Linked DNA regions of Zea mays: region 1 is linked to region 2. A link is a contact called in public Hi-C data. All regions are on one chromosome and are shown on one strand. Each heading gives the region's core, a stretch centred on a gene start, on an enhancer-like site or on the middle of the called end of the contact. The rest is flanking DNA. Distances are from core to core; before and after follow the strand shown. Region 1 holds the start of LOC103641355 (probable WRKY transcription factor 47). Region 2 holds the start of LOC100274837 (Putative CBL-interacting protein kinase family protein).

Region 1 (4,465 bases), core at 1,396-3,895, 400 kb before region 2:
AGGGATTCATCAGGCCTTTAAGACCAAAAAAGGCAAAAGGTCCAAGACAAAGCAAAATTTTCTCTCGGTAGCTTGGCTTTAAGGCAAAAGGCCTTCAAGACCAAATTTTTCTTCCTTTATCTTTGTACGTAGTTAGCATTGTCAGAGATTAATATCTACAATTAATGGGCAAAAAGAAGAATGTCCGATTCACTCAGGGAGATCGTCCAAGCGCAGAAGCGAGACACAGCGCCACACTTGTTCTTGTTCCTCTTTTTTTTTTCTCAAAAGAAATCGCCCAGCCTTGATTTTTCTGTAGTCGTGGGCTGAACTTTTTCTTTTCTGCGCCATGCATGAATTGACTCGGAGACGAAAATAGTTGGCGTTTGCATCGCCTAGTTTTATAGGCCGTTTGGTTTGATGAATGAGTTAGTCTAACATGTTCTTACTCCTTATTTTTTTGTTTGATTTATGTAATGAAATGAGTTAATTTATCATGATCTAATTTCTCATAATTAGTTTAATACTAATATAAGGAATAGACTCATTTCACCAAATTTAAGGAATAATTCATGATACACCATCTTATTTTAGATATAGTGATTTTTCAAATTAAACACTCCATCAATTCCTGCCCCGTTCCAGCGCAGACCACCCGCTTCATGAGATTTTGGCGCATGCAAAATGGTTTCGTCGTCGCTGGGCAAGGACCGTGTGTCTCCTGTCCGAAATTCAGCTGCTTAACTTGTGACCTCCAAAGCTAGAGGTAGGATGGATCCGGATGAATGTTGACTTTTTTATTTTTTTCGATTGTGAACAAATAATATATAGAATTTACTATATAAATTTATATTCTTACTTTTAGCATTGAGTTTATTAATATTTATAAAAACTAAACCTTAAATCCGTTCTATATCTTTTAAAATAATTAATATAAAAATCGGATATAGATTCCGATGTGTTTTTACCTTTTTAATTGTAGGAAGAAAGTAATGCACACCAATAATTATACAATTTTTTATAGTACTTTATAATATTCTTGATAAGAATGACTAAAAAATAGCTTCGAATTCTATGCATATCTATATTAAATTATTAGATTGGTCATATTAATCTCATGTTTTATGAACATCTCTATCCATGGCCATGTGCAATTGCAGTTCTGTTGTTCCTGAAAATAACATTTTGCTCCACTCTTTGAGTAATTGTGCGGTGCCCCCGTCAGCCTGATCAAACTCAACCGACGGAAAGGTTCTCAGCTCCTCGCATAAAAATGTACGCAAGCAGAGGTTCGAACCTTCGTCGTTGTTGGCTCCACATTCACGCCCATACATCTGACCAATACAACACATATATTTTTATTGCTTCATATTCTATATACTAGCCAGTTGTATGTGCTTTGCTACGATTATTATATACTCCATCCGTCCTATAATATAAGGCGTAACCACTTTTTATTCTTGTCCCACAATATAAGGCGTGCTTTTTTTATACATACTTATCGATCCAGTGGTATAGAGAGAATTAAATATATTTTTTGGTCTTGGAATAAGAGGTGGTTACATCTTATATACCGGAATGGATGGAGTGTCATATAAATAATATTGAGATATATTGTTTATTTCTAAACACTAAGATAAATATGGTCTGGTGGTTAGACGACTAAACTTTCTGAAGCAGTGGGCGTGGGTTTGAGTGCTCGCTTTGCACTTTTTTTGCGCGGTGTGGTTGGTGGGTCCAGAATGTTAGCACGGAAGGTGAAGCCGTGGTGACCATATTAAGTTTTTAATATAGTAGTATAGATATGTTCAAGTATAATATAATACAAGATCTAACTACGTGATATATATAGAAACCGTAGCAACAATGGCACAGACATCTAAGTAGTAGTGTATAATGTGTGTGTTACTGTGTGTGTGACTATATACAAGTCCACCTCCGTTTTGTCTTGGTGTGATGAACTACATACGATCTTTTCCAAATCCATGTACAACTCACACACAAACACGTATACGTATAGGCACACCTTATCCGATTCGCTGTCAACGACCACACACCACCTACACCTACAATTAAAAGAATAGCGCGGCGTTACATACTTATTAGATCCTAGAATAAAAATTAGTCCAAGAAAACACCAGCATTCGTGTTTAAGACTTAAACCCGTGTAACTAAAAAAAGATGAGTGTCGACATATATATATAAAAGAATTGATGTTTCGTATCATTTGTCGGAGAGGAATGAAATTTGTAACCTCTTCGGCTCTCCTCTTCCATTTTCCCATAGAACAAAAAAAATTGTAAAGAAACCCAACCGGTAACAATAGTAATTTTATATAATGGTAAAATAATTGGTGAGAGAGATGTTATTATAGTAATTCTCCGCCACTCCTCGAGTCGCAAAACGCAGCATCCGTTGACTGGGTTGACCCGGCCCACGCGCAGCGACACGTGGGGCAGGGCAGCGCGTCGTGTCCAGCCTCAGCCACCTATCACGCTGACGCCACGCGGGCTGGCCCACCAGTTCGTCCCTGTGCCATTGGTCCAACCCTTTCCCTTCCTGCCGTCTCGTTCCTATGTGCAAGTCCAAGTCTTTCCGTTTCACGTTTCCGGCCGCTTCTTCATTCGGTTTTTCTTCTTTCTGCAGTACTAGTAGTAGCTTGCATAGTTGGACATCTCTCTCTCTCTCTCTCTCTCTCTCTCTAGCTAGTACGGCACCGGTCGTCACAAGCTGTATATAGCCGTGTCTTCCTCGCCATTACCCGGCTTGATTTGATACCTCCTCGCTCCAGCCTACCCATCCATGGACTTGGTGCCGAAACACCAGCAGCAGCAGCAGCAGCGAGGGATCAAGGAGGAAGAGGAGATGACGGTCTTTGCGGAGCACGGGGACCAGCAGGCGACTTCCGGGGCCGGCCACGGCGGCGGCGGCGGGCGCAGGAGCGAGATCAAGGAGGTGGACTTCTTCTCGGCCGCCGCCGGCGGTGCCGTGTCTCGCCGCATCACCGACGAGGACGACGGCGGGGAAGATGGCGGTCGAGAGCCCGCAGGAGCAGTAGCTCGTGGCTGCCGTAACACCACGGTCAACGTAAGTCTCCCCGTCGAGATCGAGCGAGATCGCGAGCTCGAGATCCATTCGTGATGTCTGTGCTTGCAATATAATTAAGATTAAGATAGCCATGATACGAAATTTATTTCTCTCTCACTTTCATGTTCCGTGCCGGCACAGACTGCACTGGACCTGCTGACCAGGCCGGCAGCGGGCGACGGCGGCGAGGGGACGGCGGCCAGTGGTCGTGACGACGATACAGAGGTAAGAAGAGGGCTGGGTGTCTGCTTGCATGTCCATTCATTCCCAGCTTCCACACCAGAACATTACGTTTATCGTCTCGTAGCTCATGGTAATATTGGATCCGATCGGAGTATATAGATGGACGTGGCGGCGGTGGAGGGGGAGCTGCGGCAGGCCGGCGAGGAGAACCGGCAGCTGCGGCGGATGCTGGAGGAGCTGACCCGGAGCTACGGCGCGCTCTACCACCAGCTCATCCAAGCCCAGGCGGCCCAGCACCACCACCACCAGGTATGCCTTGATTCGTGCCCAAATTAAGTTCGTTGAAAAGAAAAAAATGGCGCGTCTTAATTGGAGCCTGCGCCTAGTCAACGTTGTACCTGCCTTGTCATCAAAGAAAAAAAAGATACGGTCTAAAGATCTCCAGCATATCTCTCTGTTACTATTTTATATGTGATCAAGGGGGAAAACAAAGCACCTCGTGAATGATGAAGAGTTTATTGGTAGCATATCTCTCTGTTTGTAAACCTTTTGCGGCTGTTTGTACTTTCTACTCTAAAATTTGGTGGTTGATGAAGAGTTTATTGGTAGCTCAAGTTAAAGACTAAAACTTTAGAACACTAATCGTATGATTTAAATGTTTTTGTGCGGTTGGTCTAATCTTTAAACAACGTTTAGACTTTCTATTATTTGAAGTATGAAGATCAGTTAGCTAAAGTGATCTAAGATTTAGAGGGTAAAGAGTCTAGTGGTTATAGATACACAGGATGCCAAATTCGACGAGCGTTGTTACATTTTATTCTGGTTATTAGCATTCAGACACCCCTACCTAGCTATTTGACTCATATATGCCTTTTTTATCGGATCCATTTGATTCCTCAGTTTAAGTCGTGTACTGATTCCTCAAATATATTAGGTCATGTTCTAGTGATATATATATTCAATCAATAACTTTATATGTATGTATGTGTGTGTAACCAAGGACTGCATATGTAGCGAGATTACAGCAACTAATGATTGACGAAGTTGTAGAAAATATGCACACTGCAATAGAATTTCCTCAAGCTAGACCCATTGCATGCATGCATGCATGCCCAGCATTTCCCAAATCATTTGTGTGAACAAATTAAACAGCTACGGAGGTTCAGATGGCCAGTGGTTCAGATGGGCACCTCACTTAATTTCCGTGACCACTAGC
Region 2 (3,904 bases), core at 613-3,112:
GAGAAGCCCACCTTTTTGACCCGCCGTCCGGCCTCCTCCGCCCGCTTGGGGGCATCTGATTCGGCCACGTGGTTTGTAGGCCAGGACGGTTGCTGGGCCCTGTCGGTGAGATCGACGTCCTGTTCCCGACCATCTGTTGCTCCTGGGATAGAAGCGGGTATCCAAAATGTTATAATAAATTTAATATTTTCAAATACATATGTATAAAACCAAACTCGACGGTGAATGGATAACAAAATATTCTATGTGATATGAGTTGAATTATCTTGTTTTGGATTGTTTCTGTATAACCTGTTAGAAGGGGAATACTAGTCCTACATCTCTTTATATAGTCCATTCATGATTCTAATCCTAGTATGTTAGGATAAAATAATTATAATTCTATTATAAAGATGAACTTTCCTTAGTCGACTATATATCAGTTTGCTTGTTGTGAAATCCATGCCATCTTATGCTATGTCTCCTTAGTAGCAATATATGGATTGGCCCATCTCCTTACCAGGTAGTTGTCTCTATGGGGAATCGCTAGCATCTTGATCTGTCAAGCATCACAAGTTCTTTGTGGGTGAACTTTGAAGTTTTCTTGAATCTTCATGTCATTGCTAAGTAGAATCAAGCATCACCTGAGTATCTTCTTAAGAGAATCCATGTAGTGCTCCTTAAATTTTACTTCTACGGCGTGCGGTTTCTTGCAAAGCACATATATTGGGCATAGCCCACATGGCTTGTGCTATTTAGCATTAACAACGAGGTGATCACCAAGATCATCGCCTTAAAGCAAAGGAATTACAAGACTCATTGAAGACCTTAAAAGATCATGTAAGAGTCCAAGACACACAACAAAAGAAGCCCAAGTAAAGAAACATGAAAACACATTCTAGTGGTGCACCGAAGGTTATACCGGACCGGTGAAGGTGCATGTACCGAAGATTGAACAGTGTCTCCTCTTCCATTGTCAGCATCCCTCCGTCTCCATGGTTCCTGGCTTGCTGCATCTCACATGTTATTTGTAAAATCAATGGGGTTCAGATCTATTAGGGTCTGTATTGACATATTTGTATTACCTTTGGATTATAGTAGTTACGTAAAATAATCTCTAGGCGATCCAAACATCCTAGATCATTGAATTATAGCAATCCAGATTAATGTAATTCAAAAACAAGACCTTAACCCCGCAATTTTAGGACGCTACGTTGATTCCTGAAATTAAGTTCGAAGATTTAATTCAGATTTTAGTACATGTGTGGGCTTCTTCGCTGTTTTTTAGTTGGGTGCACATAGCCCAAGTATAAAGGGACCGAAGAACTCTAAGGTTATGGCCAATAAATTATATATATATATATATATATATATATAACCATGTAAAAATATTATATTATATTGTAGAATGCACCGTTTATAGATTATTTATAAGGTCCCGTTTGATTTAGGGTGACTAAAGTTCTAAAGCTTAGTCACTTTAGTCCCTAAAGAAGTAAATATGGTGACTAAAATAAGGTGACTAAACTTTAGTTCTTTAGTCAACAAGGGGTGACTAAAGTATAATTTTTACCGTATTAACCCTCTCTATTTTCTTGTTACAACAAACATATACTATTTAATAAAGGTAATATAGTCATTATTCACAGTAATTAATGCTCTTTAGTCCTGTTTAGTCACTGAAAACAAATGGGACCAAACGGTGTACTTTAGCGACTAAACTTTTCACTAAAGTCTAGTCTAGTGACTACAAAACAAAGCCTTATTAACGCAGATTACATTATAAAATGAAGTTTGTTGTGGTTCTAGATAGGCTAATAAAAAAGCGGATAAAGGAGAGGAGCGGGCACGACGGCTGCAGGAGACCCGTATAAATACGATCTGGTTTCCGTTCCCAATCCCCTTCTTCCCCGACTCGCCCGGCGCTGAATAAGATTCCCCTGTATTCTGTTCCAGAGATGAGCTGATCGAGCAGCCCGTCGCCAAGCCAACCGGACATGGTGAGCGACGGCGCGCGCGGGCTGCTGGGCGCGTACGAGCTCGGGCGGACGCTCGGGGAGGGCAACTTCGGGAAGGTGAAGCAGGCGCGGCACCGCGGCAGCGGCGGGCAGTTTGCCGTGAAGATCATGGAGCGCGCCAGGGTGCTGTCGCAGCGCGCGGACGAGCAGATATGCCGCGAGATCGCCACGCTCAAGCTGCTCGCGCACCCCAACGTCGTCCGCCTCCACGAGGTCGGTGTCGGTCCGCTCGTCTTCCATCTCCGAATTCCTAGATTTGTTAACATAGATTCGTTGCGTGTTGAGACGCCTTCGCCGTTCCTAGATTTGCTTCTCGAAAATTCCACCCATCTCTACCCCAGTTGTTTTTTTTTTTGATCGATTTGAGTATTACTGGTAAGTATCGCAGTTTTTTTGATCGATTTGCCTGGCCGCAGCTCAGCTGCAAGCCTGCACTGCAACTTGGCCACTGTCCACTGCTGCAAGACTTTTGTCTACTGGCTCTCGCTCGTCTTCGTCTACCGCACGTGCACGGTGCACCACACCACCCTCTCAGCCACAATTTTCACCCATACAAATTTTGGAACGTAAAAGTCCAGACTTTCAATACTTAGTATAATTACTAATTAGTACTACTAGCATGTACACTCTACTTAGCAAAGGTTGAGCCCATAGATCTGGACAGCGATAAATTAATAATATTTGTAAATATTGTCGATGTCTTTCTGTACTTTTTCGGTCTCGGGATAACGACGCACCTCACGTATCAGAGAGTCAGCATTTTTAAAAAAGATAATATTAACTTATATGTAAAGAAATTCTAGTATAAGTATTTATATCTTCGAATAAATTTATTATTAAATTTATTATCGAATAAATCGATTATTTTTTATATATAATTTTAAAACATTTGTCTTCTCGGTGTACTTGCTACTTTTTTCGGAATGAGGGAGAGTAGCAGTAGTGAATCAATGCTGCTGGTGCACATGGCATGCACACCCGTTGGCAGAGACAGGCGTGTGGGTCCGCCTCGGCCTATCCCAGTCCCACCATAGTGAGGCTGAGCTGGTGGACACGGTGCTCCATGTCGCGCTGCTCCGGGTCCACCAATTATTGGCACGACCCACCCAACTACCCAAGTAGTAGTAGTATACAATTATTGCTTAATTAATCCAACTTGCAACACCCCAGTGATTGTAGTGTTTGTTACAAAACATGTTACAATGTGATTAAATCCCTCCATTTGACAATTACTTCCCAAGGGACACACCCATTGGAAAACACTGTTTAATCTTGTATATAACGGAACCCCCTTTGCAATAAAGACACACAACAGTCACTTTCTCTCGGTTTCAAATCTCTTTGCCACTGAGTTTCAACACGTTATCAGCACTGCTCAAAGAAAATAGAGGAAGAAGAAGAACACTTGTTGTTCTTGACAAGAACAGAGGCAGCGGTCTCCAAATCAACAGGAAAGGTATGGAGCAAACCATTTCCCTTCACATCCGTCGTATGCGTGAAGTTCTCCATGTTGTTGATGACACACTGTTGGAGGCATTCGCTGCTGGGCAAGACGCAGCGATCCCGCGGATGAACGTCATCCCTGAACGCCGTGTTCACGTGCAAAATGTGCACATTTGTGTGATCTACGGGTGGACAACAGTGGTGCCGCTGCCGGTGGTTGAGTGTGGCCTCCCCACTGCGTCCCCGTCACCACCGGTGCCGATGGGAGACGCGGAGTCGTCGGCAATCGCACCGATGGACGTCGATCTGGAGGCACCACCGCCTCCTCCACCCACTGCAGCGGCAGTTGGTCGTCGTTCCCCAACTCCGCCGGTGTCGGTGGTCGTTGGGACCATCGCTGCTCGTCATGGACAGCCCCCTCGCACCTTCGACGCCCCGCGCGAACGTGTCATCTTCACCGGCCA

Evidence for each region. A called contact is a pair of places that touch in the nucleus more often than the background predicts.
Region 1: a Hi-C map of leaf shows a contact between it and region 2, with 5 times the contacts expected there. The contact joins the promoter of LOC103641355 here to the promoter of LOC100274837 in region 2. A contact is called at or near these places in 3 of 25 Hi-C or Micro-C datasets (bundle sheath, endosperm and leaf).

The regions. Positions count from the first base shown.
Region 1 is chr10:88,890,271-88,894,735 of Zm-B73-REFERENCE-NAM-5.0, reverse strand. LOC103641355 (probable WRKY transcription factor 47) reads left to right here and starts at 2,645. Exons shown (of 6, transcript XM_008664711.3): 1 at 2,645-3,066; 2 at 3,208-3,291; 3 at 3,409-3,558. The coding sequence starts at 2,782.
Region 2 is chr10:88,492,749-88,496,652 of Zm-B73-REFERENCE-NAM-5.0, reverse strand. It overlaps LOC100274837 (Putative CBL-interacting protein kinase family protein), which reads left to right and starts at 1,862. Exons shown (of 11, transcript NM_001365863.1): 1 at 1,862-2,210. The coding sequence starts at 1,977.